Linked DNA regions of Mus musculus: all the other regions are linked to region 5. Evidence: chromatin contacts called from public ChIA-PET, Hi-C, HiChIP or PLAC-seq and promoter capture Hi-C data. All regions are on one chromosome and are shown on one strand. The core of a region is the stretch at or near the end of the contact, and the rest is flanking DNA. Distances in the headings are between cores, read along the strand shown.

Region 1 (2,700 bases), core at 91-2,590, 310 kb before region 5:
CCTGGCTCCCCCTCCCCTGGGACCCCCATCAGGACCTCCAGTCTGTGCTTCCTCATCGTGTTCCAATGCAGGCTCCTCAGCTCCCCCTGGACCCGTTAATCATTCACCGACAGGCTCCTTGCCACCCCATCTGATCCATCGCCCGTGCTGAGGCCACAGGTCTGATTTACATTCAGCCTATGGTTTTAAATATCAGACACTGTCTCTCGTATTTTCTCATTATTTCCTACGTAGGCTTTGTCTCGCTGCCAGGCCTGAGCACTTCTGGGAATGAGCAGCATTTCGTAGATGACTGCATAGTCTCTCCCACCCTTGTTTCCTCCCTCCGCCAGCACCTGGTCCTGAACACTGTGTGCTCACAGTGCACTCAATAACTGCTTGTTGAATTGAATTTTCTAAACCATACTAATTACTCATTCAGCTCGGGTGTCTGTGTCTATGTGGAATGATGGATTTCCAGACGCCAGGACTGAGGGTCAATTCAAACCTCTTGAGGGCCTATTGGGCCCACAGTTGTGGATCACCTTCCCTGTTCCATGCTGGTAAATGCAGGGCTCGGGACTGCGCTGCCCATGGTTTCTAAGCAGCTGCCCTGCATTTTACGCCTTCCCTAGAATGAATCTTAGTGGTAGGCAGGAGAATAAGCCCACCCCCCTCAATTCTGTCAACAAAAGGGCCAATGAATGTCAAGTTAATGACCCATTGACAGTCCACAGCATCCTGTTCCTGACTTCTAGGAGGAAGTAAACCCCAAGATTTCTGAGAACACTCTAACCAATCTCTCCACTCAGCATTTCTTTTGGACGTTTGTGTGATGACAGTGTCTCCATTATTACAAGCCTGGGACGCTGGACATTTGGACTGCGATATTTAAATACTGTCCTGTTTCCTTTCGAGTTCTAAGTGCAGAGGGTGACTGCATGCAATACAGTCACCAGCCTCACCTTTCGCCTGTCCCTGCATACTGGGACTGGGCAGATACAAGTGGGAAAGACTGATTTTGTAACAGAAGAGGACACTTCCAATGGCTGAACAAAATGTTGCTATCCCAATTGCAGAAGTCGACAGAATGCCAGGGCTGTAAGTATGCAATGTTGCAGGCTGGCTTGGATTTCAACGGTGGACTTGGAGACAGGATGTTTGTATGAATGACCCAAGGAGGCAAGCACGCACGGAGGGAGATGTCCTTCATCCGCGGAGAATGAGGATCGCCTCGCTGTTCCACAGCCCTGCAAGCTCGCATTCTTGTTGATGTTTTAACAGCTTTGAGGCTTCACTGTAGCAGTGCAGCGAAGGTGCTCTTCGGGATTAGCAGCCACAGATGGGGTGAGAGATGAAACGGAAACGCAGGTGGAAGCAGTAAGAAAAACAAACTAGATGGCTTTGAAACCCGGGTGCTCTTCCAGCAGACAAGACCGTGGTTACCCAAAACTGTAAAAGGACATAGCTTTAAATATTTTAATATTACAAGTCACCACACAATTGAAATACATAGTCTTTCTAAGAGTGTAGGCTCATTATCAGAACAGTCCACCACTAGTCTACAGAGAAAACTGATTGAGAAATGACAGGTTAGTAGATTTTGTTAATAACTGGACTTTGAAAGAAGAGACACACTGCTATCCCTGTTTTGAGCTTCTAGAACAAATGACGAGAGAATGTTGTTTGATTCAAGATAAGCTATAGGCTGGCAAAATGGCCAGCAGCTTAGCATGCCTGCTGCCAAGCTTAACGACCTAAGTTTAATCCCGGGGACCCAGGTGGCAGAAGGAAAGAACTGACACCTCCTGGCACACATGTGTGTCACACACACACACACACACACACACATGCCACACACACACATGCCAGAATAAATAAATGTAATAAAATATTTAAATAAAACACTGAAAGATAAAGAGCTTACTATTTTTATTTTTAAAAGACTATTTTTATTTTTAATTATGAGTATGTGTGGATATGTGAATGTGAATGCAGGCGTCCTCAGAGATCAGAAGAGTTTGGGGTCCCTTGGAACTGGAGTTTAGCGTTGCTGTAAACCTCCCCAAGTCTGCTTCCATACCCTGAACGTGGGTGCTGGGAACCTAACTCAGGTCCTCTGTAGGAGGACTGCCTAAGTGCTGAGCAATCCAGCCCACCTGAGAAGTTAGTTTGTAACACCGTGATTCATACTCTCCTCTCCTTGGGCATAGTGGTTTCTTTCACTGTTACATCTCAAAACCAAGCCTAGGAATTAGAGGGCTCACTTGAAACTCCGACTGCTACTCTTCATCTCTGACGTAAAGCTGCCTGCCACACTCATAGTGAAAGCATCATTTGTTTTACAGCAATCTTCATAATAATAAATGGCATTCATCAGAAATGAAAAAGAAAAACCAGGAAAATAGAATCCAATGAAGATTTTAAATGTGATATAATTATTTATTGCTAATAGAAATGTTTGCAAACTAGGAGAATATGCCAGGCGTGGCGGTGCATGCCTATAACCCAGCCCTGGGGAGACTGAGGTAGGAGTTCAAGGTCATGCTGGGCTACATGGGAGCCCCTTCCTTTCTTTATGGCTGTATATGTATATATAATGAAAGTAGTAAGTTAGATATTATTTATGAAGTCTTTGGCATGGTAGAACCTTGTCTATAATACCATAACACCACCAGCCACTCATTTTCTCTGTGTGTAAATAACTCACCTCATAGATAT
Region 2 (2,700 bases), core at 164-2,663, 450 kb before region 5:
CGGGTTAAACTTTCACAGCTATAGAACTGATAAGCAGTCACTTACCCAGCACAGCCAGACAGCTCAACACTGGGAAAAAGCACTTCATGTCGGCGGCAGCGGCAGCAGGAAAAGGACACTGCACAGGGCACCGTGCTTTTCCCACCGCCTAATCTCTCATTACTGCCAATCCACTTATAGCTCCAGGGAACAGTTTGGAAACAGAACTTCACAGGGAAAATGAGAGCCAGTCAAAGACAGAGTAGTCAGAAGGAGGGAGTTGGGGGCAGGGGAGGGGAGTGGCGTGGCGTGTGCAATAGAGTCCTCTATGCCTAAGGCAGGGGCCAGAGCAATTCCGAAGGCGCTCAAGGTTTCTGCCACATTGTATATGCCTTGCAGACTCCACCGGAACTATGGATTCTGGTGGATTAATCCTCGAGGAAAACGGGAGGAAAGAGTCTGAGAAAATCCTTTCATGCGCTGATTATACAGAAATGTCCTTGGCTTCGCAGTGAAGGTGTCTGAGATCGCTCATTCGGATCCCCCAAAGGGAACCAGGCAGGTTTTGTCAAAACCCAAGACAGCCAAAACACCCGGATTGGTAAAGACACTTCGGATTTCTTCATCAAAAAGTCCATCTCCATCCATAGTGAGAGGTCACGGTACCGTCACCTGCCCCAGAACCTCCCAGGGCACACGAAGTAAGCTGGCATTTGATAGCTCGAGAGTGGTCCCACAAAAGCCCGCAGATTCCTAAAACAAACACAACAGACATTTATCTAAGGCCAACACAACCGCCGCAAAACCGAGAGAGGCCAAAGCACCCGACTGGCCAGCCGAGCCACCTGGGTCCCTTCCCTGGGCGAGGGCAGCCCATGTGTGCATCCTGACCTTGTACAAATCTTACCTTCCGTTCCCCACGCCTCAGTTTCCCCGCCCAGAGCAGGGCAATTATGATTGTTCTCAAAACACTTTCACCAAATGCCTCTCTCACTCGCGGGCTTTTCCCGTCACGGTTTACGGAGCGGGGCGCGGCAGGCAGCCCCACCCTCGGCAGCGCGGGTCGCCACGGGGCTGGCGCGGGGCCGCGACTCGGGGCGCCGACCGTGGGAGCCGGGGCGCGCCGCGTCCCAGGTGGCCCGCTATTGTTTTACCTCCCCGGCGGTTGAGTCTGAGACACTGGCAAAGAAAAGGGTCCGAAAAGGGGCTCGGGGCTCCGCTTGCGGCAAGCTGAGCCCGCCCGGCGCGATCCGGCTCCGACGGAGAAAGGGGCTTGGGCCCGGGGCGGGACGCCGATCGCCACGCCACAGTCCCCGCGCCCCCAACCCGGATCCGCGCCCGCCCGCCCGCGCTCACCTCGCCCGGGGCCCCGCAGCTCCCAGCAACCGAACGCTCGCCGGTCCTGTGTCCCGCACGCCTCCCAAGACGCACGGCTTCCTCCTCGCCTCCCGCAGCGGCTCAGGCCGTCCTGCTCCCGCCCCGCCCCAGGCCCCGCCCTCCAGCTCCGGCCTGGCCCGCAGCTCCCCGCGAGGCGAGCAAGGGCGAAGGCGGTGGCCTCACGGGGACACGCCCCCGGAACGCCCCGCCCACCGCCCCGGCGCTCTCTGGCTGCACCCGCACGCAGCTGCGGACCACCTGGGATGAGCTGATGGAAAGTTAACCTGGGGTTCGCGCCCCAAGGGCCCCTCCCAAAGCCCAGGCTCCCGGGGACGCGTCTTTCGCCCGGTAAACAATAGCAAAACGCTTCGCTGGAGACTTGAGTCTATTTCTATAACAAACCTCCACATTGTGCTTCACTCTAGCATAATCTGGACCCCAGAGACAGCCTAGGTTCATAGCCTTAGCTTCTGTGTTGCTTAACCTCTCTGTGCCTCAGTCTGCTCATCTGTCACAAAGAGTAAATAAGCTCTGCTTAATAGGGTTGTGTGAGGTGTCCACGTCATTCTTGTAAAGCACTTAGCGGAATGCCTCATATGTCAAAAGCACTCAGTTACAAATGAACTGTCATTAGTTTCTTAACAGTGCTATCCATGCAAGTGGCACCATACTTACTCAATATTATCAAACACAAGGAGCTAAAAACGACTCGTTACAGGAGCAGGTTGGATCGTACTGCCCTTGCAGACTTGTGATCTACTTGGGAACACTAACAGTAGGCCATACATAAATGGTGTGGAATGAACCCATTCCAACACTGTGTTCCTGGGGTGAAGTGCTGGGCTGGGTAAGGCCCAGGAAGCCTTGTCCTAGAGAAAACGGAGTATAAAACCACGGAACAAGGGAGGAGGGGTACAGAGGACAATGATAGGCCCTGGAAACATAACTTTATATGCCCAGAGAAGAAAGATTCAGTACCTATGAGAAAAAGCCCTGTGGGACCCTAACTAGACTGGAGGAAAGACTGACAGGAAGAGTTATAACAAAAAATCGGAAGGGGGGGGGAGGGCTGGGCTTTAAGCTTACGCCCAGGAGAAAGCCCCTGAATGGTTTGAGTAAGGACCTGTAGCAATCAGAGCTCCATTTTAGAAAAAGCACTTGACCTAGGATTGGAGGGTGGGTGGGAGAGTTTTCCCGGAATATTAAAGATGTTGTGGTGGATCATGGCTGAAAAATCCAGGAAATAGAAGTAACCACACAGGCAGCTATGGGAACAGAGAGGCCCTGGCAATCAGGGGGTGGGCTCCATGGAATGTCTAGGTGGGTGTGAGAGAGGCTCAGTGT
Region 3 (2,700 bases), core at 119-2,618, 500 kb before region 5:
AAAAACAAAACAGAAAAAAATCTGAGTTCAAGGCCAGCCTGGTCTACAGAGTGAGTTCCAGGACAGCCAGGGCTACACAGAGAAACCCTGTCTTGAAAAACAAAAACAAACAAAAGGCTGGCTGTGGGAATGCCCACTTTATTATTATTTTGTTTGTTTGTTTGATTGGTTGTTTGTTTTTTGAGACAGGGTTTCTCTGTATAGCCTTGGCTGTCCTGGAACTCACTCTGTAGACCAGGCTGGCCTTAAACTCAGAAATCCACCTGCCTCTGCCTCCCCAGTGCTGGGATTAAAGGCGTGTGCCACCACTGCCCTGCCAAGGGAATGCCCACTTTAAACCCCAGCTCTGGGGATAGAGATGGGCAGATCGCTGGGCCTTGCTGGCCAGGCAGTCTAGCTTACTTGGTGAGCTATGAGCCAGTAAGAGACTATCTCAAAAAAACCACAGCTGATGGGGTCAGAGAGCTAGCTCAGTAATAAGAGCCCTGGCTGCTCTCTAGAGGATTTGAGTTCAATTCCCAGCATCCACATGACGGCTCACAACCATCTGTTAATTCTAGTTCCAAGGAATCCGAAAACCTCTTCTGACATCCGCAGACACCAGGCACCCACATGGTGCACAGACACCCATAGGCATAAAATAGAATTTAAAATAAAAAACAAAACAGTTGGTGGTGCTTGTGGAACAACACCGGAGGTTAACTTCTGACCTCCAGGTGTGTGCATACACACACATGCACACACATACCTGCACATACATACATACATACATACATGTATAGAAATAGAACATGGGGATGATGCACCATGTACCAGTCTCCTGGGGAACCCTGGAGAACAAATAATACTTGAAAACCAACAAATGAGTATTTTAAAATTTCATCTCCTACCAATATGAGATATTGATCTAAAAATGGGTCTCGTGAAAGCTCTAAGTTTAGAAGTATTAAAGGGAACATAACGTTTCACTTCGGGTTAAAGATGCAAAAGATACACGGAGCATATGTACACAGTGAGAATGTGTTGGAGCCCTGTCCCTGGAAAGTAACGAGGCACTCACAACACTGTACTGAGCGGCCGAGTGGTGAGGGCAGGGCTGCCTCTCTCCTGTTACAAGATCAGCGACGTTTCCTGTTCTCCATTTTCTCGTTTCCCCTCAGTTTTTAGATTAGCACCAAGTACATGGCACTTGAAGATGAAGATGAATGAGGCCGGTGAAGGGCCTGTCCTCACAGCTCTCCTCGAGTCACCTCACCTGGACTCCTCCTCGACTGAATGAGGTTGATTTCATTACAGCCACACTTACCAGAGGAGGAAATGGTCTTCAAGGTTAAGTAACTTTCTCCATGACACCGAACATGACTAATGGCTTTCCCCGGCGCCGTGGCTTGGTGAATCTCCGAGATAAGTGATAAATTGTCCATCTGCCTTGTAGCCTAGCTTGCTCTAAAGGAAATGGTGGGGCACTCAGAGAGCCCGAAGTGTCCAGGGGAACCTAAACCAGGCCAGCTTCAAGACATACAGTCTCCGGATAGCAAAGGGCACAAAAGGTGTTAAAGCCAACACATTGGTGACTGCAACGGGGAGTCTCAACTGTGAGCTGGTGCTGTGGTGCTGGTACAGTGCAGAGGCAGAGCCTGAGGCAAGGACTGACTGGAGGGTGAGCCAAGAGGGGCTAGAGGCACCTGCACTAACCAGGCTCTAGATATGATACGGGGTGGGGGTGGGGAGGCCGTGCAGAGATAGCCGAGGATCACTGTGTAATGCCACAGGCACATGGACCTGTATGCGTCTCACAACTGTCCCTTCAGAAGAAAACATGAGCAGAGGTGGTGAGACAAAAGAGGGTACTGGGATTAGGGGTGGTGATTATGATCCAATTATGCAGTGTATCTCCCAGCCTAGACTCCTCCCTAGCTAAGGCCTCAGCCACACCTACTGTGCTTAACCCAAACTTTCCAATCCACCATCTCTGCTGTAAGCTGCTGAGTCTTGGAGTGCTTCGTTACGCAGCAAAGCTAACCAGGGCAGAAGTTCCCCTCTCCCTCACTGTGGTTTCAGAGCCAATCATGTGACGGGCACTAAGGCACAAATGTGAGGGAAGGATAAGTAACTTTCACCTAAGTTGGTATTCCCAATAGAAATGACAGCGACTACTATACTATACTATATGATTGGCAGTGGGGTGCCAGGTGAAACCCCTCCAGCCTGGTCCAAAAAGCTTCATAGAAGCTGGGGGATAAGGGTGTATCTGGACTATGTCTCAAAGGATGTGGGGTGGAACTTGACACAGGACAGCATCACTGCTGTTCCAGGCTGAGCAGGAAGCCAGCCTAGATCTATCCTGTAACTTCAGGGCACTTCCATTTCAGTTAGGAGAGGGCACTGAGGGACATATTAATAATCTTCCTCCAGGACCAGGGAGTTGAGGGAGGCGCTGAGGTAAACAGGGAGATGGATTGGATTCATATTTCTAAATCATTGCTCTAGGGGCAGCTGGAAGAGAGAGCAGAGGGCAAGGCTTTAGAAGCAAGGATACCAAATTAAGGGTAGAAAGAACCAACAGAAGGCCCACCTACTGAGAGACTCAAGGGCAAGGGTATCATCCATTCATCTTTTCAGTCTTTAAAAAAAAAAAAGCGAATCTCCTCCAGTAGGTACCCAAAATAGAAATGGCCTAGAGATGATTAATAAATGTTA
Region 4 (2,700 bases), core at 165-2,664, 360 kb after region 5:
TTCTGCATTTTCTGTCATCCGAACATTGCAAAAGCCATTTAAATCTAGCCATGAGAAAAGAGCTAAGTCAAGCTCATTTTGTCTGTTGTTGGTTTGTTTTGTTTTTGTTTTGTTTTTTGGTACTGTGGCTGCACTGCGAGCTTGAAGACAGGCTTCGGTAGGGAGAACAGTGAAATCTAGCCAGTAAGAAGCTGGCCAAAAATTGTACTTTAATCTTCCCCTGGCTGAGTGGAGTAAACCTGTAGGCAAGTTAGTCAACTTTGGGTATAATCTTATTTCCTGTGAAATGGATCTGGGCTAGAAAACTTGAAAGTGACTCATGGCATACTGTTTCAAAATCTAACCTGCTTGCCAGCAGCTGTATACAGAAGTCAAAATAAAACCCATGCCTTCAGACAAGGACTGGCTAGCTTCATACTGGAGAGTGTATGTTCGAGTGCGCAGGTGTGTGTGTGTGTGTGTGTGTGTGTGTGTGTGTGTGTGTGTGTCTCGCACATGCGCGAGTGTGACGTTCACACTTGAACATTAACAAGGGATGCCAAGATTTTCGTCACGCTTGGCATAGGTGTGGAAAATGAAGGGGTTCTCATCATTTTCATTGGGGGAGGGTGCCATGGGGCACCTGTGGAGGTCAGGGGATGACTTGCAGGGACTGGTTCTCTCCTTCCAGCTCTGGGTTCTGGAGATTAAATTCAGGACATCAGTCGGGCTGTTGGGACTACTCAGAGCAGTTAAGTCGGCTCTTCCAAAGGGCCTGGGTTTAGTTTCCAGCAACCATGAGGCAATCTACATCTTGTTTACAACTTCAGTTCCAAGGGATCCCATACTCTCTCCTGGCCTCCATGGGAACCAGGTACTCAGGTGGTAGACAGATATACATGGAAGGCAACACACACACACACACACACACACACACACACACACACACACACTCACTCACACATTTAAAACATAAACCCTCAGGTATTAGCTCTTCTTTGAAAGTCTGGTAGAATTCCTCACTAACGCCATCTGCCTTGGGCTTCTTTTGGTTGGGAGGTTTTTAATGACTTTTTCTATTTTTTTAGGGGATATGGGCCTGTTTAGATAGTTTACCTGCTCCTGATTTAACTTTGGTACGTGTTATCTGTCTAAAAAATCATCCATTTCATCTAGATTTTCCAGTTTTGTTGAGTATAGGCTTTTGTAGTAGGATCTGATGGCTTTTTTAATTTCCTCAGTGTTTGTTGTTATATATCTCTCTTTTCATTTCTGATTTTGTTAATTTGGCTACTGTCTCTGTGCCTTTTAGTTAGTTTGGCTAGAGGTTTTCTCAAAGAACCTGCTTTTGGTTTTGTTGATTCTTTGTATGTTCTCTTTGTTTCTATGTGGTTCACCGAGTTTGACTATTTCCTGCTGCCTACTCAAAAAACAGCAGGCTTAGGGCAGATTGAGCCAGAGTAGAGCAGAGGGAGAGGAAACCAGAGATAAAACAGGTTAGTCACTTAAGACTCACGGTCTCTTCTGAAAACTAATTCTAATCTTGAGCAACAAAGAAGCCCCAAGAAGACAGTGGCATTACAAAATGACCTGTCTGCCTGTTTTCAAGGGGTTCCTTTGGTTTCTGGGTGCTGAATACAGTATATGGGAGCCATAGTTGGAAGAAACAGAGCAGCTGGGTGGGAGGAGGGTACTGAAACGAGCCGGAAGAGAGCATTGTTGACTTAGAGCAGCAGTGTAGACCATGGATTTGTTCCATGCATTTGGGAGACAATAAGAGAAGTCAGGCCGGGTGGTGGTGGCACACACCTTTAATCCCAGCACTTGGGAGGCAGAGGCAGGCGGATTTCTGAGTTTGAGGCCAGCCTGGTCTTCAGAGTGAGTTCCCAGGACAGCCAGGGCTACACAGAGAAACCCTGACTCGAAAAACCATGAAAGAAAGAAAGAAAGAAAGAAAGAAAGAAAGAAAGAAAGAAAGAAAGAAAGAAAGAAAGAAAGAAAGAAAGAAAGGAAGGAAGGAAGGAAGGAAGGAAGGAAGGAAGGAAGGAAGGAAGGAAGGAAGGAAGGAAGGAAGGAAGGAAAGAAAAAGAAAAAAAAAAAAAAGTCAGACTTCATGCCAAAGCTTTTGACCAGAGCCACTAGAAGAGGTGTTACTACTTACTGAGAAGGGACTTTAGGAATCTACTCTTGACCCTGTTAATGTTTTTATGTCCTGGACAATGAATAGAAGAAGCTAACAAGCCTAGAGTTCAGGTGAGGCTCAGGAAGAGAGACATTTGCGCACTTAACAGCATGTATCCCTGGAGACTTGTCTGGGCAACTTGGGGTGATTAGGGCAACCAATAGAGACAGAAATCATTCAAGGGCTTGGTCTCCCCCCTCCCCCTCCCCTCTCCTTTCCTTAGATTTATTATGTATACAGTATTTTGCCTGCATGTGTACCTGCAGGCCAGAATTCATTATAGATGGTTGTGAGCCTCCATGTGGTTTCTGGGAATTGAACTAAGGACCTCTGGAAGAGCAGAAAGTGTCTTAACCTCTAAAACATCTCTCCAGCCCAACAAAGGGCTATTTCTAATTTGACATTTTGCTATTAATAAAACTGACCAAAAGCCACCTAGGGAAGAGCTAGTTAATTTGACTTTACTCCAGGTCACAATCCATCGTTGGAGGAAATCAGGACAGGGACACAACAACAAGGGATGTTGCTTATTGACTCAT
Region 5 (2,700 bases), core at 181-2,680:
GACACCTACACTGAGGTGACCTGTTTAGTAAAAAGAGCAAAGAAGAAGGAACTAGGTCTGAACTGAGGATTCGGTTCAGTTACATGATTACCAGCTGTGGGACTTGGGCGAAACACAAACCACTGCTGGGCTTCCATCTCCTCATTTACTAAAGAGGGGTGAAGTAGCACCCACCTTTCGGTAAGAGTTACAATGATCAGATGAGATCAAGCGCAGGGTGTATGCTAGCACAGTAATCCTCTCTCCAGCACACGGTCCGTTTTCAATAGATTAAACAATTGGTGATAGAAGAAAACTCAAGGTGCTCTATAAACCGAAACCTGCCCTGCTTTTGTTACTACAGCTATCAGGTCAGCGGTGCTAACCTCCGTTCTAGAGCTTGCGATCTGTTTGCACAGTGTTCTTTGCACTTTGACAGTGTCTGCGAAAGCCTTCTTTTTGACCTGCTCACCAAAGGGATCTGTGTCTTGCTTTCTTTGCACTCTACTCTTACGCCACAATAAACGGGGTACTCCCTCTTTACCTATGAGCCTGGCAGCAGAAGTGGCAGAGATTGGCTTTGCAGGTCTGACACCTCTTCTCTACTTCTCTGTCGCTGCACAGGTCACACACCAGGCCCTGGCCTTCCCCACGCAGGTTCTCCAGCAGCACATCATTCATGGCCAGGTGGTCTACCGTTAAAGCCTTCACTCCACCCAAGGGCAGGTCCACTTGAGCATCACATACCGGACAGAGGATGCCGATCTGTGGCTGCAGGCTACATAACTCGGGGTCCTGGAATACTGACCCCTCAGAGCTTGTATCTGAGTCACCCCCACGGATGTCCACTACTGAGAATGGATCCAGCTTTTCCAGACACGTGGTGCACACTGTGTGCAAGCAAGGCAAGAGCCTGGGGACTTTGAAAAGCCTCAGACATGTAGGACAATGAGTCTTGCCTGAGCTTCCAGACGCGTTCGCATCTTGGAGTTTGTGCACGAAACCCAGAAGCGGCTTCCTGATTTCTGACATCTTCCCCACGTATGTACCCAGTATCACAAAAGGCCCTGCGCAGTCCTCTAATGCAGGTTAGATTTACTCAAAGACAGAGTTCCAAGATCTTGAACACTGACCATGAGGACTCTCGTGTTGCCAAGTAAAAGGACAACCAGAAAGAGAACGCCTCTGAGGAACCATCCACAGATCTCCGGATTTGTGGTTTGGCCCTTCCTTTCCACTGCATCCCACACCAGTCACAGCCACACCCTCCTGGATCACCCACATCGTCCTCCTCGCAAGCGCTTCTAGAGCTAGTCCCCAGCTAATTCTGCCACCACCACCCTGACCCCAGCATTTCTTGTCCTCCAAGGTCACCCTCCCTCCCGCCCCCACCACGCCACAAGCGCGCCCTCCGGGCGATGAGGTAGTGGGTCCTCGGGCTCTCCCAGAGTGAGGGGCCAGGGGCAGCCGCCTCTCTGGTTTGCCTAGGAGGCCCTAGAGCCGTCGCCCCGCCTCACACCAATCCCAGACCAGGATTCTCCGAAGAATCCAATCACCGTCCGAAAGGGGCGGGCCTCGCAGTTCGGAGCCATGTCGTCCTCCAGAGTGACATCACTGTCATCCAATAAGTTCAGCAAGGTCCACATCCTCGCCGGCCACTCGCGCGGCGAAAGGAGAGGGAGCAAGGGAGGGCCTCGTGCAGAACCGGGAGGAGGAGTCTGGGAGTGAGCGGCGTAATGTGGTTGGCGTCACGAATGTGAGCTCCTGCCGCCGGAGAGGCCTCTGGATCGTTGAAAAGCCTGCGCTGAGGCTCCACCCCAAACTCAGATAGGGTTCTCCCATTGGTGCGTGGTACTGTCAGTCGGCCGAGGTGTAGCCCGAAGCATTCTGGAAGTTGTAGGCAGGCTCTCGGTTGCAGAGGCTATAGCGAATCAGCGGCCACCGGGTCAGTTTCCTTTCTGGGTTTTCCAAGTATTTTTTCTGCCCTGGAATCTCTTACGTACAGCGTGCTCGGAACCAGAACCCTCTCAGCTGGCTAGCTTCTGGCATTTTCCAGGGCAAGGGTACCTCCGTGTCTGGTTCCAGAACTAAACTTAACTGAAAAGTTTAGAACTGCTGCTCCGCGGAGCTCCACTGAGTTTCCCGGGTGGAAGCTGCTTTGAATCATTCAAGACCAAGACCGGAGAGACACACCTCACCAGAATTCTACAGTAACAGAAGTTGTCAGGGTTGCGGGGGGTGGCCTACAGAGCAAGTTTGGCATTTGTTTTTACAATCAAGGGGAGCTCCTGGTTGGTCACAATGGGGCAGTGGAGGATGTCACTGGGACAAGTCCCTTGTAGGTCCGACTAGTTAAAAAGTTGGGCACACCTGGTCCCTGAGCATAATTATTTCTTTGACGCCTTAAAGAATTTGCCAAGAGTCTCAGATTCATTCATTTGGAGACTGTTTCCTACACATGGGGTCTAAGGCACTGACTGATCTCTGAATCCAAAAATTGTAATAGCATGGCTCCGTAGTTGCTATCTGTTCCCATTCTTCAGATGCGTAAGCCTCTGTCTATCTCACTGTTTTCCTTTACAGTCTTCCATATATGATTTCAACCCATGCATCACTGTTTCAGGGACCTCTTTATTAGAGATGTCATAGTATAGGCATAGCTGTCGAAGCCTATGCTTTTACGAAGTATGGGCCTTCGGTGGAAAGAGCCCCAAACTATGA
Region 6 (2,700 bases), core at 23-2,522, 340 kb before region 5:
AGGCTCTTCTGGTTTTCAGAGTCTCCATTGAAAAGTCAGGTATTATTCTAGTGGACCCACCTTTATATATGATTTGATCTTTTTTTCCCCTTGTAGCTTTTATTTTAGTATGCTTTCTTGTTCTGTACATTTAGTGTCTCGATTAATATGTGGCATGTGGACTTCCTTTTCTGGTTCCATCTGTTTGGTGTCCTGTATGCTTCATGTTTCTTGGTAGGCATCTCCTTTTTTAGATTGGGTGAACGCATCTACAATGTTGTTAAAAGTGTTTTCTGTGCCTTTGCCCAGGGTTTCTTCTCCTTTCACACTTTATGTGTTCTGTGCACCTGGGCCTTTTTAGACTGCCCATGTTCTTTGCCTGAGCCTTCCACCTCTTCTACTTTGTTGTCCCTGAACTTCCACTGGTGAGACTCACCTCTGACAATGTTTGGGTTTACTTCTGTTTTTTACACCCTAACTTTTTCATCTTCAGTTTTATTTCTGCTTAGGTTCCTTCAATAATCCTAATCCTTTGCTATGTTCTCCTTTCCAGTCTTGAATTGTTCTCACCTCTCATCACTTCACTTAACAGTTTGTGCTTTCATGGTCTTCATTAAGGCATTTATTCAGATCCTCTTTGAGGCCCTTAAATTTTTTAAAATTGCTATCTGAAGTCCTTGTCTTGTGCTTCAGCTAACTTGCATTTCTCAGGGCCTATTGCAGTAGGGTTACTGGCTCCTGAAGGAGGCATATTGTCTTGGCTGTTCACATTTGTGTTTTTACATATAGATATAGACATTTGGAGTTATGATGTTTGTGATGTTTCTTGATATAGATACCTGATCTTGCCTTTGTTGAGAGGGTGTTCTGTTGTTGTTGCCCACTTTGGATTCAAGGCAAGTATGGAGGCCCTAGGGTCCTTGGTAGAAAGTCATTGGGGTCAGTGGGACACAAAGGAATGGAGATGGGCCAGAAGAAAGGCTGAGAGGGGAGGCAGGAAAGAGCTAGGGAGCCTGGGGTTCTCAGGAGTATAGGTAGGGTGGGAGCTGGGACTCCTACAGGCAGGTTGCTACAGAACTAAGAATAGTAGATCAGAAGAGATCAGAATGGCAGACTCAAGACTAGTGAAAACCATCTTTGTGCTTCCCAGCCCAATGTGGCCACTGGGGGGTCTTTGGTAGAAAGTGTTTCAGAGGGTTGGTGGCTAACAAAATGGCCAGAAGACAAGGCTGAGAGGGTTGGTGGGCAAGAGCTCATCTGGATCCCTGCCAAGAGTTGAGTCCCAGTGAGTGGTAAAGTGATATTTTTGTAAGAAACGAAACTTGAAGGAAGTTGTTACAGCAGACTTGACATTCGAGAAAGATTAAGGGGATGTTTTAGAAAAAAAGAAAACCACAAAGATCAGAAGTTTCAACTATATAAATTTTTTTTTTTTAGAAACTAGAGAATAAATGAATACAAAACCCACTTCTCTTTCCTATTCTTAATTGTCATAGCATATAGCAGTAGTTAACCACAACAAGGTATTTGATTCTGCGTGTACATGTGTGTATATATGGGCATGTGAGCTTGTGTGCATGCATGTTCACATACATGTGCACTTTTATGTGTAAGTGAAAGGAGGCACAGCAATTTAACAAGGATGGAAGGATGGAATTGGAATTACTTTATTACTAACAAGAAATTATGTCACCCACTAAGTGGCATATTACTTAAAAGTAGACCTGGATTTTGGATTTTCTCTGAATATGTACTGTAAACTATAATGTAATATAATCACCATAAAACAAAAGTGTAATGATAAGCCAAGAAAGGGGAGAGAGCAACATAATACACAGAGCTCAATTAAAACCAAAGCAGCCAGAAGACAACAAAAGACCAATAGACAAGAAAGAGGAAATGCTACAAATGTTGTAGTGACTTAACTGCTGCGCCATTTCCAGCTCCTATTGTAGATTCCAATGTAATTGAACTGAGACAGAGATACTACACTAATATGACTCAAAGGAAAGTGGGATAACTTACTGATTTCAGGCAGTCTTCAGGCTGACAAATGTTATGTGAGATTAAGAGCACATTATGAACTAGTAAAGTTGTCACTTCTCTAAAACAGTAGAAGGATGTGTAGTTTGCCCACACCCAACAGTGGGGCTTACACCTGTGGGGCAGCAACCAGGAGGAGAGATGGCTTCACCCTCACAGCTGGAGACAAGAAGATCAGGAGACTCAGAACACAATGGAACGAACCTAGGAGCCATTAATGAGAGGATAGCTGAGATTCTTTTAAAATATGGACATGATGTGACACAAGAGTCAAAGAATAAAATCTCAGAGAAATTAAACTTATTTTGAACTGAACAAAAGCACAGCAACTAGCCAGGCATGGTGGCACACACCTTTAATCCCAGCACTCGGGGAGGCAGAGGCAGGTGGATTTCTGAGTTCGAGGCTAGCCTGGTCTACAGAGTGAGTTCCAGGAAACCCAGGCCTATACAGAGAAACCCAGTCTCAAAAAACCAACAAAACAAAACAAAACAACAACAACAAAAAAGCACAGCAACTGTATGCAATACAAATCGTGTTCACAACAAAATTAATAGCATTGAGTAGATATGTTTAAAAAAGAATTAAACTCAGTCAATTTAGTTTCAACCTTGGAAAACTACAAAATCAAACATCAAGCTAAATTCATCATAAACAGAGGAAAATAAATAAAAATTA
Region 7 (2,700 bases), core at 3-2,502, 390 kb before region 5:
CCCTTCTAGCCCACCTACCAGAAGAAGGGGAAAAGAAAGGTTAATAGGAAACGGGGTGGGGGTGGGGTGGGGGGTGGAGCTGTTTAGAAGTAGTTCTTTGGGGGCGATTCTAATCTTCGCATTGTCAGGATATCAGCAGTCCAGTCCAAAACACCACACATGAATCAGTAGCCATGGCTCGATCCAGAAGACGTCTTGAGGCTCTGCTGAGTCACCATGAGTTTGTAGAAGGGGCAAGAAGCAGCTGGAATCCCACGTGAAATTCTCTGGCTCGTTTCTCCATACAAAGTCATGACACCTGAAGACCACTCAAGACCAGCAAAGTGTTGCAAGGTGAGCCAATGCAAGAGCATCCTCTTAACTCTCTGTGACGTTATATTTATAGTCTTTCTAAATGTCACGTGACCGCTCAAACATCCACTACGGCAAAACATCACATGCCCTTCCAGAAAAACATCACATGACACAGCCGAGTCTCCAAAGAAACCAACAATTTCCACTTCAGCTTGCTCTCACTCTCCTTAGCAGGTGTTAGAACTCACTTTCTCGGGATTCCAATGTAGACTGAAGACCAGCAGCTCTCTGGGATTCCCTGGGACTCGAGTACCAGACCAAGATTGCTGAGACATTCCAGTCTTGTGGACTGAACAATTACTGGCCTTTCTGTCAGGAGATAACCATTGTTGGGTCAGTCAGCAACAGCCTGTAAACCACTGTAATAAATTCCTATTAAATATATTTGTATTCATTCCACCAATTTTGCTCCTTTTTAGAGAACCCTGACTAATACACCTCCCCACAGAGGAACATAGCACAGCCTAACCCTATGCTGCCTACCTGTCACCTGACAAGACAGGGGCTAGCGTACTATCTACCAACGTTCATCTGTTAGCATTGTAGAATTTGCAGGTATTGTAAGACATCTGTTGCAACCACCCAGCTCTATTGCTGGAGTGCAAAGACAGCCATAATAGCTATGTCAGTGACTGCCGTGTTCAGATAAAATTTTATTTAGAAAAACGGGCAGCCTGTGCAATCAAAGGTTGCTGCTCCTTGATAAATGAGTCCCGGTGTGTGCTGTGGTGGTTTTCTGTCACCATACATTTAGTTAAGGCATTGGTGGTAGTCACAGAAACCAGGCAAGAGCTTGGGACATTGTCATTTCTTAAAAGTTTGTGCAACAGCCACTTCCCATGAATCGAAATTTCTTGTAGCAACACTGTGGTTTGAGGATGAATCACAGCTTCCCACTGTCTGTAAGCAAGTTGTCTCTTGATAAAGGAAATGGCTCTTGGCAGGGCCTTTTTATGATAGTTCAGGCTCACCAGCTATTCTTCTAGAACTAAATACCTTTATTATGTGTAATTAGGACAACAACCGAGAAAAGATGCAAATGTGTTCCGTACATCTTCCTTGCCACAGCTGGGAGTGTTGTGACCTTTTCAAAGAGGAGGTTTGCACAGAAGCACACTTCACATGTGTGGAAGGGGAAGGCAGGAGGGGGAGGTAGGGAGGAGAAATGGAAGCTAAAAGGAAGAAGCAAAAGGGCGAGAGGCCGGCAGGGCGGGGTCCAGGCACTCAGTTCAGCTGGTGCTCACCCAGCAATCCTCTGTCCCCAAGTAAAGAGGATCAAACGATACAGGCCACCATCTCCAACTACCACTGGCTCTTTCTTTTCTGGAATTCCTTCCATCCCTTTGCAGGGTGGAGCTGATGGTTTAACTAGGCAAAGCAATGGAAATAAGAGGAAGAGATGGTAGATGAAAGGGTTGGTTCTTGCCTTTCCTTTCTGACAAGGAATGGGAGTCCGCCAACGTCATCGTCTAGAAGTTTCTTTTATATTGAAAATACCCAAGTGTGGTCACTGGCGTGCACCTAGAGTGACCAAAGAATGAAATGATTCCTCTTTCTCTTCCTCCTCCTCTTCCCTTTCTCTTCCTTTTTCTTCCTCCTCTTCCCCCTTCCTCTTCTACCTCCTCCTCTTCCTCCTCAAGACAAGGTCTCATTATGCAACCCTAGATCCCAAGAACTTCCAATATAGACTAAACTGGCATTGAACTCAGAGATCCACCTACCTCTGTATCTTCCCCGCCCCACACCCCCCATGCACCCCCCACACACACACACACACACCGTGCTGGGATTAAAGGTGGGGCAGTGATGTGCCTGCAGCATGTTGGCTGAGAACTTGAGCTTATGAGTAAGCCTAACACTGGTCTCTAACCTGCTTTCCCACTCCCCATGAGCAAGCTAGCTCCTGATTGGCACCGGTCCTTGGCTCCTCAGTGCAGGTGCCACTGTGCCCATCTCATAGAGTAGCTATGAGAAAGAGGGGAGCCACTGGAGATGAAGTGGTTGCACAATGCTCTGCTCAGACAAATTTCTGGCTTTGCTTCTCAGAGTGCCCTGCCCCATGATGCAGAAACAGAAACAGGCCACAGAGTTGTCCACTCTTCTGTCTCCCACGAGGGTTTCCTTGCTTCTAAGGGACACTACCTAAAGGGACTCGAGAAAGGGACAAAGTAGAAACAAAAGGAGACAAAGGCCACCCACTAGACTTCCATCTCCCTCCAACACTGCCTGGGCTGCTAATTGCGATTCCATGTTAGGTAGCAATGAACCTTTTCCAGGCTGGCTTATAGCTTGAGTGCTCATAAAGACATTGTTAAATGGCTTAGGATCATCAAGAGGGCCCAGATC

Evidence for each region. Promoter capture Hi-C pulls out the DNA fragments that hold promoters and counts their contacts. A called contact is a pair of places that touch in the nucleus more often than the background predicts. ChIA-PET counts read pairs in DNA pulled down with a chosen protein or histone mark. HiChIP or PLAC-seq counts read pairs in DNA pulled down with a chosen protein or histone mark.
Region 1: a contact with region 5 is called in an RNA polymerase II ChIA-PET map of effector CD8 T cells, with 6 read pairs. The contact joins the enhancer-like site here to the promoter of Trim45 in region 5. A contact is called at or near these places in 3 of 115 datasets of contacts at active chromatin or transcription factors (effector CD8 T cells and embryonic stem cells) and 2 of 9 other capture datasets (adipose tissue and embryonic stem cells).
Region 2: a contact with region 5 is called in a promoter capture Hi-C map of neural stem cells. The contact joins the promoter of Igsf3 here to the promoter of Trim45 in region 5. A contact is called at or near these places in 4 of 39 promoter capture datasets (cranial neural crest, embryonic stem cells, neural stem cells and 1 more), 3 of 484 Hi-C or Micro-C datasets (CD4 T cells, nephron progenitors and uterus), 14 of 115 datasets of contacts at active chromatin or transcription factors (VIP interneurons, astrocytes, cardiomyocytes and 11 more) and 3 of 9 other capture datasets (adipose tissue, liver and macrophages).
Region 3: a contact with region 5 is called in an H3K27ac HiChIP or PLAC-seq map of acute myeloid leukemia, with 2.8 times the contacts expected there. The contact joins the enhancer-like site here to the promoter of Trim45 in region 5. A contact is called at or near these places in 2 of 115 datasets of contacts at active chromatin or transcription factors (acute myeloid leukemia and embryonic stem cells).
Region 4: an RNA polymerase II ChIA-PET map of memory CD8 T cells shows a contact between it and region 5, with 14 read pairs. The contact joins the enhancer-like site here to the promoter of Trim45 in region 5. A contact is called at or near these places in 3 of 484 Hi-C or Micro-C datasets (B cells, cortical neurons and embryonic stem cells), 2 of 115 datasets of contacts at active chromatin or transcription factors (large pre-B cells and memory CD8 T cells) and 1 of 9 other capture datasets (embryonic stem cells).
Region 6: an RNA polymerase II ChIA-PET map of memory CD8 T cells shows a contact between it and region 5, with 350 read pairs. The contact joins the enhancer-like site here to the promoter of Trim45 in region 5. A contact is called at or near these places in 5 of 115 datasets of contacts at active chromatin or transcription factors (embryonic stem cells, memory CD8 T cells, regulatory T cells and 1 more) and 3 of 9 other capture datasets (adipose tissue, embryonic stem cells and liver).
Region 7: a Hi-C map of bone marrow-derived macrophages shows a contact between it and region 5, with 20 read pairs. The contact joins the enhancer-like site here to the promoter of Trim45 in region 5. A contact is called at or near these places in 2 of 39 promoter capture datasets (both in embryonic stem cells), 6 of 484 Hi-C or Micro-C datasets (bone marrow-derived macrophages, embryonic stem cells, muscle stem cells and 3 more), 18 of 115 datasets of contacts at active chromatin or transcription factors (the SCID.adh cell line, astrocytes, embryonic basal ganglia and 9 more) and 2 of 9 other capture datasets (adipose tissue and embryonic stem cells).

Annotation. Positions count from the first base shown.
Region 1 is chr3:101,235,006-101,237,705 of GRCm38.p6, reverse strand. No RefSeq gene overlaps it. Among named protein-coding and RNA genes, the nearest start is that of Cd2, 52 kb to the left of the region's middle. Within about 2 kb of position 1,340, at least 46 of the 459 cell types and tissues checked have an H3K27ac peak or open chromatin away from gene starts, as enhancers often do. A contact at or near this core is called in effector CD8 T cells, where this site is marked.
Region 2 is chr3:101,375,838-101,378,537 of GRCm38.p6, reverse strand. It overlaps Igsf3 (immunoglobulin superfamily, member 3), which reads right to left and starts at 1,413. Exons shown (of 11, transcript NM_207205.2): 1 at 1,336-1,413; 2 at 46-732. The coding sequence starts at 88.
Region 3 is chr3:101,418,164-101,420,863 of GRCm38.p6, reverse strand. All of the region lies in intron 2 of Igsf3 (immunoglobulin superfamily, member 3), which reads right to left. Among named protein-coding and RNA genes, the nearest start is that of Igsf3, 42 kb to the right of the region's middle. Within about 2 kb of position 1,368, at least 28 of the 459 cell types and tissues checked have an H3K27ac peak or open chromatin away from gene starts, as enhancers often do. A contact at or near this core is called in acute myeloid leukemia, where this site is marked.
Region 4 is chr3:100,557,240-100,559,939 of GRCm38.p6, reverse strand. No RefSeq gene overlaps it. Among named protein-coding and RNA genes, the nearest start is that of Gm40106, 17 kb to the right of the region's middle. Within about 2 kb of position 1,414, at least 30 of the 459 cell types and tissues checked have an H3K27ac peak or open chromatin away from gene starts, as enhancers often do. A contact at or near this core is called in memory CD8 T cells, where this site is marked.
Region 5 is chr3:100,921,223-100,923,922 of GRCm38.p6, reverse strand. It overlaps Trim45 (tripartite motif-containing 45), which reads right to left and starts at 1,430. Exons shown (of 6, transcript NM_194343.2): 1 at 524-1,430. The coding sequence starts at 1,011.
Region 6 is chr3:101,264,468-101,267,167 of GRCm38.p6, reverse strand. No RefSeq gene overlaps it. Among named protein-coding and RNA genes, the nearest start is that of Cd2, 22 kb to the left of the region's middle. Within about 2 kb of position 1,272, at least 29 of the 459 cell types and tissues checked have an H3K27ac peak or open chromatin away from gene starts, as enhancers often do. A contact at or near this core is called in memory CD8 T cells, regulatory T cells and thymic regulatory T cells, where this site is marked.
Region 7 is chr3:101,312,078-101,314,777 of GRCm38.p6, reverse strand. No RefSeq gene overlaps it. Among named protein-coding and RNA genes, the nearest start is that of Gm32803, 17 kb to the right of the region's middle. Within about 2 kb of position 1,252, at least 27 of the 459 cell types and tissues checked have an H3K27ac peak or open chromatin away from gene starts, as enhancers often do. A contact at or near this core is called in bone marrow-derived macrophages, where this site is marked.